2 separate regions of the Sus scrofa genome follow, and region 1 is linked to region 2. Evidence: chromatin contacts called from public Hi-C data. All regions are on one chromosome and are shown on one strand. Each heading gives the region's core, a stretch centred on a gene start, on an enhancer-like site or on the middle of the called end of the contact. The rest is flanking DNA. Distances are from core to core; before and after follow the strand shown.

Region 1 (2,700 bases), core at 10-2,509, 240 kb before region 2:
TCTTTGAGAATCCTAAAGGGGGAGAAAATAGTAACAATCCTAAGACCATGTTAATACTAAGTCTGTTACATCCCCTTAATGTGAGTGAATCCTGCTAATCGAACATTTCCAGTCGATGAAACACAAGAAAAACATCACTTACTTCTCTTGAGACGGCCCTCTTTGGTTCCACAACTCTTCCATCCACCTTGTGCGGCCTTGCATTCATGGCTGCATCCACCTCCTCCACAGTGGCATACGTGACAAACCCGAAACCTCTGGAGCGCTTGGTGTTTGGGTCCCTCATTACCTTTAATGTTTATTTAGCACATGGTAAGACACCAGAAGTTACAGCCTTTTCTACCTTGACTAAGGCAATGGAAAACTTTCTACCAACCCTCTAAACGAAGCTCTTCAATGACCACCGCCCCCACCCCTTAAACCTAACAATTGGGAGCTTTTCAGCTATGAAGCCACACCTTCCTTTGTCAAGTAAGCTATAAAGTCAATAGGAATCTTCATAAGCATTCAAACAGCAACGACAGCGAGATAAGCCAAGAAAAACAACTAGCTCTAAGGCCTTTTGTCTCTTCCAAGTCTTACCACACAGTCTGTGAGCGTTCCCCATTGCTCAAAATGGCTCCTCAGACTCTCATCGGTTGTTTCAAAGCTCAAACCTCCGATGAAGAGCTTCCGCAGCTGTTCGGGCTCTTTGGGAGACTAGAAGTAGGGGCAAAAAAAGCGTTAAATAGGGCTATAACGCAAACAAGCTCCCCGCTACAAGAAGCAACACCAGGTAGCAACGTACGAAGCTTTTATTGTTCCCTCGGGTCGCTGTAAGCCACGTGCTTCTCCCCATCTGGGGAGGCGGTATGTTGGGGGCTGGGAAGCGGCGAGCGCATGCGCCCCTTACTCTCCCTACGACGCACGCGCAACAAAAGGACTGGGAGGGCGTGCATCGCCAAAATTGGACTACAGCTACTCTTTAAGAAAGTCGTCCACTAGGACAAGGATGAAAAACAGACCGAATGTGTCCACGAGCATTGCAAAAAAGAACGAGAGCAGCGTGATAACCAAGGATTGCACGACGACAGCCTCATGGCGACGAGGACAAAATGGCGACCTGAACTCAGGGAGGGGTAGGCCCCGGCAGCGACCGAAGAACTGCCGAAAAGGCTGGTGCAAGCAGCCAAACCAGACTGCACCCTACCAAACTCAGCAAGCGGCGAAGAAGAAAACGCAGATGAAAAAAGAGTCTCACTCACCTCTGACTTAGACATGACGGTAGTGGGGAGGAGGTTACAACGATGCTTACTCGGCGGCGTCCGGGGGCAGAAAGGAGTAATCTAACGAACGAGTCTGCCAGCCTACCTTCGGCCTCGCTTTTTTATCCCGCCTCCTCGCGTTCGGCATTGGTAGACTCCGCCCCTGAGTAGCTCTGATTGGATATTTGACATAGCTTTCCCCCACTATTGGTCTCTCGTATGCGTTGCTGTGTAACGTCATCCGTTTGGGCGTTCTACGCAGTCTCAACCCCTCCCGGTCCATTGGTTCCTAAGTAATATTATTCTTAACTAGACTGATTGGCTGGTCAACCAATGATTCATATTTGAATTATTTCGGGTATTGAGATAACTTTTTAATTAGCTATGTCCGGAATATTCAACGCCTGTGTCAAAGCATTTTTAATACTATGTATCAAAAAAGTAGCTAGCATGTGACAATTTGGCGGAACGGGGGCGGGGGCAAGATCGCCTGCTGAGCGCATGTGTAGTAAAATGGCGAGTTTACGCAGGCGCGCTAAGAAGTTCCGCCCGGAGCTTGCAACACGTGAAATGGCGGGCAGGAGACAGCGGCGAACCTAAGGCGCCTGCGTAGTGGCGGGAGTTGTGCCCCCTTTTGCGCAGGCGTAATGGGCGGGGAAAGGGTCGGGTCCCAGGATTGGTCGCGCAGGCGCAGGGAAGGATCCGTTTTGGCGGGCGGTTGGCGTTGCGCAGAAGGCGGCGGCGGCGGTGGCTTGTGGTCCGGCCGCACCACAGAGGAACAGGCGAGGCGTTAGCGTGAGTGATCGGTCTCGACCCCCGGTAAGTGGCGGACCATCTTGCCTACCCATACGAGGTCTTGAACTGACTCCAACTGGGCCCGTTATTGTGTGAAATGAATGGACCTCGGGGTGGGGGCTCGTGAAGGGGGAGCGGTGAGATCGGCCAACCAATGGAAGAACGGGGGCGGGATGTTTTATCCCCGTAGGTTCTGTGGAGCTTTGCAGCGGAAGAGTTTGACTGGCGAGTGTATAGGCCAATTGGGGCTGTCCTTAGCTGCCGACTCATCGGTCCTTGGGCCATCGGTATGTGGGAGGCGGGCTTTCTCCTCCTGAGCAGCATCTCACTGAGCCAATGAGCACGAAGCGCGCGGTAGGTTGGGCTCCTCCAAGAGGCCACGATTTGACTCCAATGGGGGATGCGGGAGTTGGGCGGTTAGGTGGATGGACCAAATCGGGAGCCAGTAGGCGAGCAGCCTCTGGAAAGCGCTCAGGCTGTTCGTCCAATCAGCGCTCCAAAAGAGGGAGGTCTTAGATTTGGGGATGCGAGGAAGGGGATTCAATGCCTGTGATGGCGCGTAGGGGCTATTTTATTCACAATGACTTTAACAAAACCTGTGGGCCTCCGTGCCACACTTCTCTGGTAGGAAAGCTGTTAAGTTTGGTCCTGTATTCCTCGG
Region 2 (2,700 bases), core at 114-2,613:
CGTTGAGACACAAGTTGTTGGCGATTTCTATGCGCCTGCGGCGAGTGAGGTAGCGGTTAAAGTGGAATTCTTTTTCCAGTTCCAGAGTCTGGTAGCGCGTGTAACTGGTTCGGGACCGCTTGCCGTCCGTCTCTGGAACATAAACCCCCCAAGCCAGGAAGGGGTGAATAGCGTGCAGCGCCCCAGCGTCCCGGTCCCAGCCCAGGCCCCCACCCGCGGCCAGAGGGAGACGAGGCGAGCAGGGCAGGACAGGCCCGGCGGGCCGCAGGCGGGCCCGGCCCAGCCCAGCCTGGCCCGGGGAGAGGCGCCTCCGCCCAGGCAGGAAACTTTCCGCCGCAGCCTTCACTCAGCAGCCGGAGGGGCTGAGGGGGTGGGGGGGAGAGGGAGACCCAGGCTCGGACCGAACAATAAGCACCCTCGAGATCCGAGCACCGGGGAGCCCCCTCCCGCCCCTCCCGAGTCGCTGGAATCCTCCGGAGCGGCAAGCGGCGGCCGAGCCGGCTCCGCAGGGGAGGGAGGAGGGACCGCGGGGGGATCCCCGCTCTGGAGCCCCGCGCTCCTCACCCTTCAGATCCCTCTATTTTTTTAACTCCCTCCCTCTCCCCCAAAAATTGAATATTGCCTTTTATACACGTTTTGTTCCTATGATCCAATTATGTCGTCGTAAATTTGGGCGCACACAGCCTCTAAGCCTTTTAGTGGACAGTTTTACGAGCCATTGATGCCTGGATCGTAAAATTTATGGCCGCAGGTTTTTTTTCTTTATTTGCCCCGCATGGCCTATAAAACCCAGGCGGACCCGAGCGCGCAAAATGAAGTCCTAAAGTTTACCGTGGCTCATGTGCAGTTTGGTCATCCACGGGTAAATCTGTGGCGGGGCCGGTGGCTGGCTCAGTCCGGCGGGCTGCCCTGTCTGCGCCTGCTCCTCTTTGATCTCCCCACTGCTCTTAGCTCGCTCCTCCAGCGCTGGGCGAGCCGCCTTCTGACTGTACATCCCGGGGTTCAGAGGAGCCGCTTCATCTCTGCCCAGAGCGTGTCCCGGAGCGGCCGCGGCGCTGCAGGCGGGGCGGTCGGGGTGAGCCCGGGGGTTGGCAGCCATGTCTACCCCGTGGAGAGAGTTGGAAGGCGCAGGCGGTGGGAAAGTGATGCTTAAGTCCAATCCGCCGTAGCAGTACCTGGATGCCTGCACCTCTGAGGCCGATCCATAGTTCCCACAAGTTTGCATGTTATAGGCAGGGATATTGGGGCTCTGCTTATAGAATGAATTGGCTACGTAGGAGCTCATGGCGGGGAGGGCCCAAAAAAAATTTCTGCACCCTTTTTGATTAAGGGTGATTTGTGACTCTTTGAAGTTGAGGGGTTTTTTGTTCTCCAAAGTGCACAATTTATAGGTGGAGATATCTCTTTCTTTATCCTATGCGCTCTTCCCAAATAAGGGAGCCTTAAATAGAGTCACGTGACTCGAGCGGCCACTCATAAATTTGGCTTGATGACCTCCGGGAGGTTAGTGATGGAAGCCGGCGAAACGCATCTTGATATGTTGGCAAAGCCCAACCAAGGGGGTGAGGGAGTGAGAGTGAGAGAGAGAGAGAGAGAGAGAGAGAGAGAGAGAGAAAGGGAGAGAAGGGGGAGGAAAAAAAAAATGGTTCTTGGAATTGGGGGGTAGCCGGGACAACGAGCCCACAGCGACACCTGGTGCCTACTTCGAGGAATTGCAGCCTGGCTCTCTGGCTGGCCTTCAGGCCTTGGCTTTTTCTCCTGTGAAGAGGCTGGGTGTTGATGCAACAAACCCCTGAAATGGCCTTTTAAATTATATTTAATTTTAAGGGGAGATGAAGCTTCACTAGGATGTACAGAGAGGTTTTTTTGGTAACAGATAGCCCTGTCCTCCAGAACCTCAAGGTCTTTCAGTGTTCAAAATGGCTGAAGGAAGGGGTTTGGGGTAGGGAGGCCCCCCTGCCCTGGCTGGAGGGGGTTTATCTCAGGTTTGCTAAACCAAGGGTGGGGATCCCTTCCCTTGGAGGCCCCAGGGCCCTGTTACTGCTGAAGGGGTTGCCTGTCAGCTTGGGAAAGTGAACCCAGCCTCTGGAGTGGTAGACAGGATCCCCAGGAGGAGGGGTCCTGGGTAGGCAGAACTAGAGAGGACAAGAGTGCTGGGGCCTCTGGGATGAGCCTGGAGGTGAGGAGCCAGGGGAAGATGACTAGGCCTCCTCATCAAGCCAGGGAGTCCAGAGTGGCAACAAGGCAATTTTCAATTTGGGTGGGTGGCAGGGGTGGGTGGCAGAGGTAGCTGGGTGGCTAAAGAAACAGAGACACCATGGGCTGGGGAACTGCTCTGCATCCCTGTGTATGACCCTCATGTGGTACCTATGCCAGGTATTTTGCATGGAAAATAGATGTTAACTGACAGCCTGGAGAAGCAAAATCCAGGCCTCCACAAATGTGACAAGAACAGGACAGAGGAAGAGGCCTGTTTTGTGCCTTTGGGGGAAAAGGCCTCTGAACCAGGCTTTCTAGGGACCTGGACCCAGAAGGGTGTCACAGGAGAGCAATTTCTGAGCTCTTTGGAGGTGCAGAAAGGACCTGGCTAGGGCCGACAGGGCTGGGGGTGGGCAGGGCAGGTGCCTGGGCCACCTTTACAGGCTGCGACAAGGGGCTCCCACAGCCTTTCTGACCCCTTCCCTAGCCCCAAGTCTGATT

Evidence for each region. A called contact is a pair of places that touch in the nucleus more often than the background predicts.
Region 1: a Hi-C map of skeletal muscle shows a contact between it and region 2, with 2.6 times the contacts expected there. The contact joins the promoter of HNRNPA1 here to the promoter of HOXC5 in region 2. A contact is called at or near these places in 2 of 47 Hi-C or Micro-C datasets (both in skeletal muscle) and 1 of 2 datasets of contacts at active chromatin or transcription factors (skeletal muscle).

Annotation. Positions count from the first base shown.
Region 1 is chr5:19,483,736-19,486,435 of Sscrofa11.1, reverse strand. HNRNPA1 (heterogeneous nuclear ribonucleoprotein A1) reads right to left here and starts at 1,259. Exons shown (of 9, transcript NM_001077218.1): 1 at 1,245-1,259; 2 at 583-699; 3 at 143-289; 4 at 1-12. The coding sequence starts at 1,259. It overlaps CBX5 (chromobox protein homolog 5), which reads left to right and starts at 1,909. Exons shown (of 5, transcript XM_021091740.1): 1 at 1,909-2,063.
Region 2 is chr5:19,244,520-19,247,219 of Sscrofa11.1, reverse strand. HOXC5 (homeobox protein Hox-C5) reads right to left here and starts at 1,363. Exons shown (of 2, transcript XM_003126202.3): 1 at 832-1,363; 2 at 1-132. The coding sequence starts at 1,285. MIR615 (microRNA 615) reads right to left here and starts at 457; the gene lies at 370-457.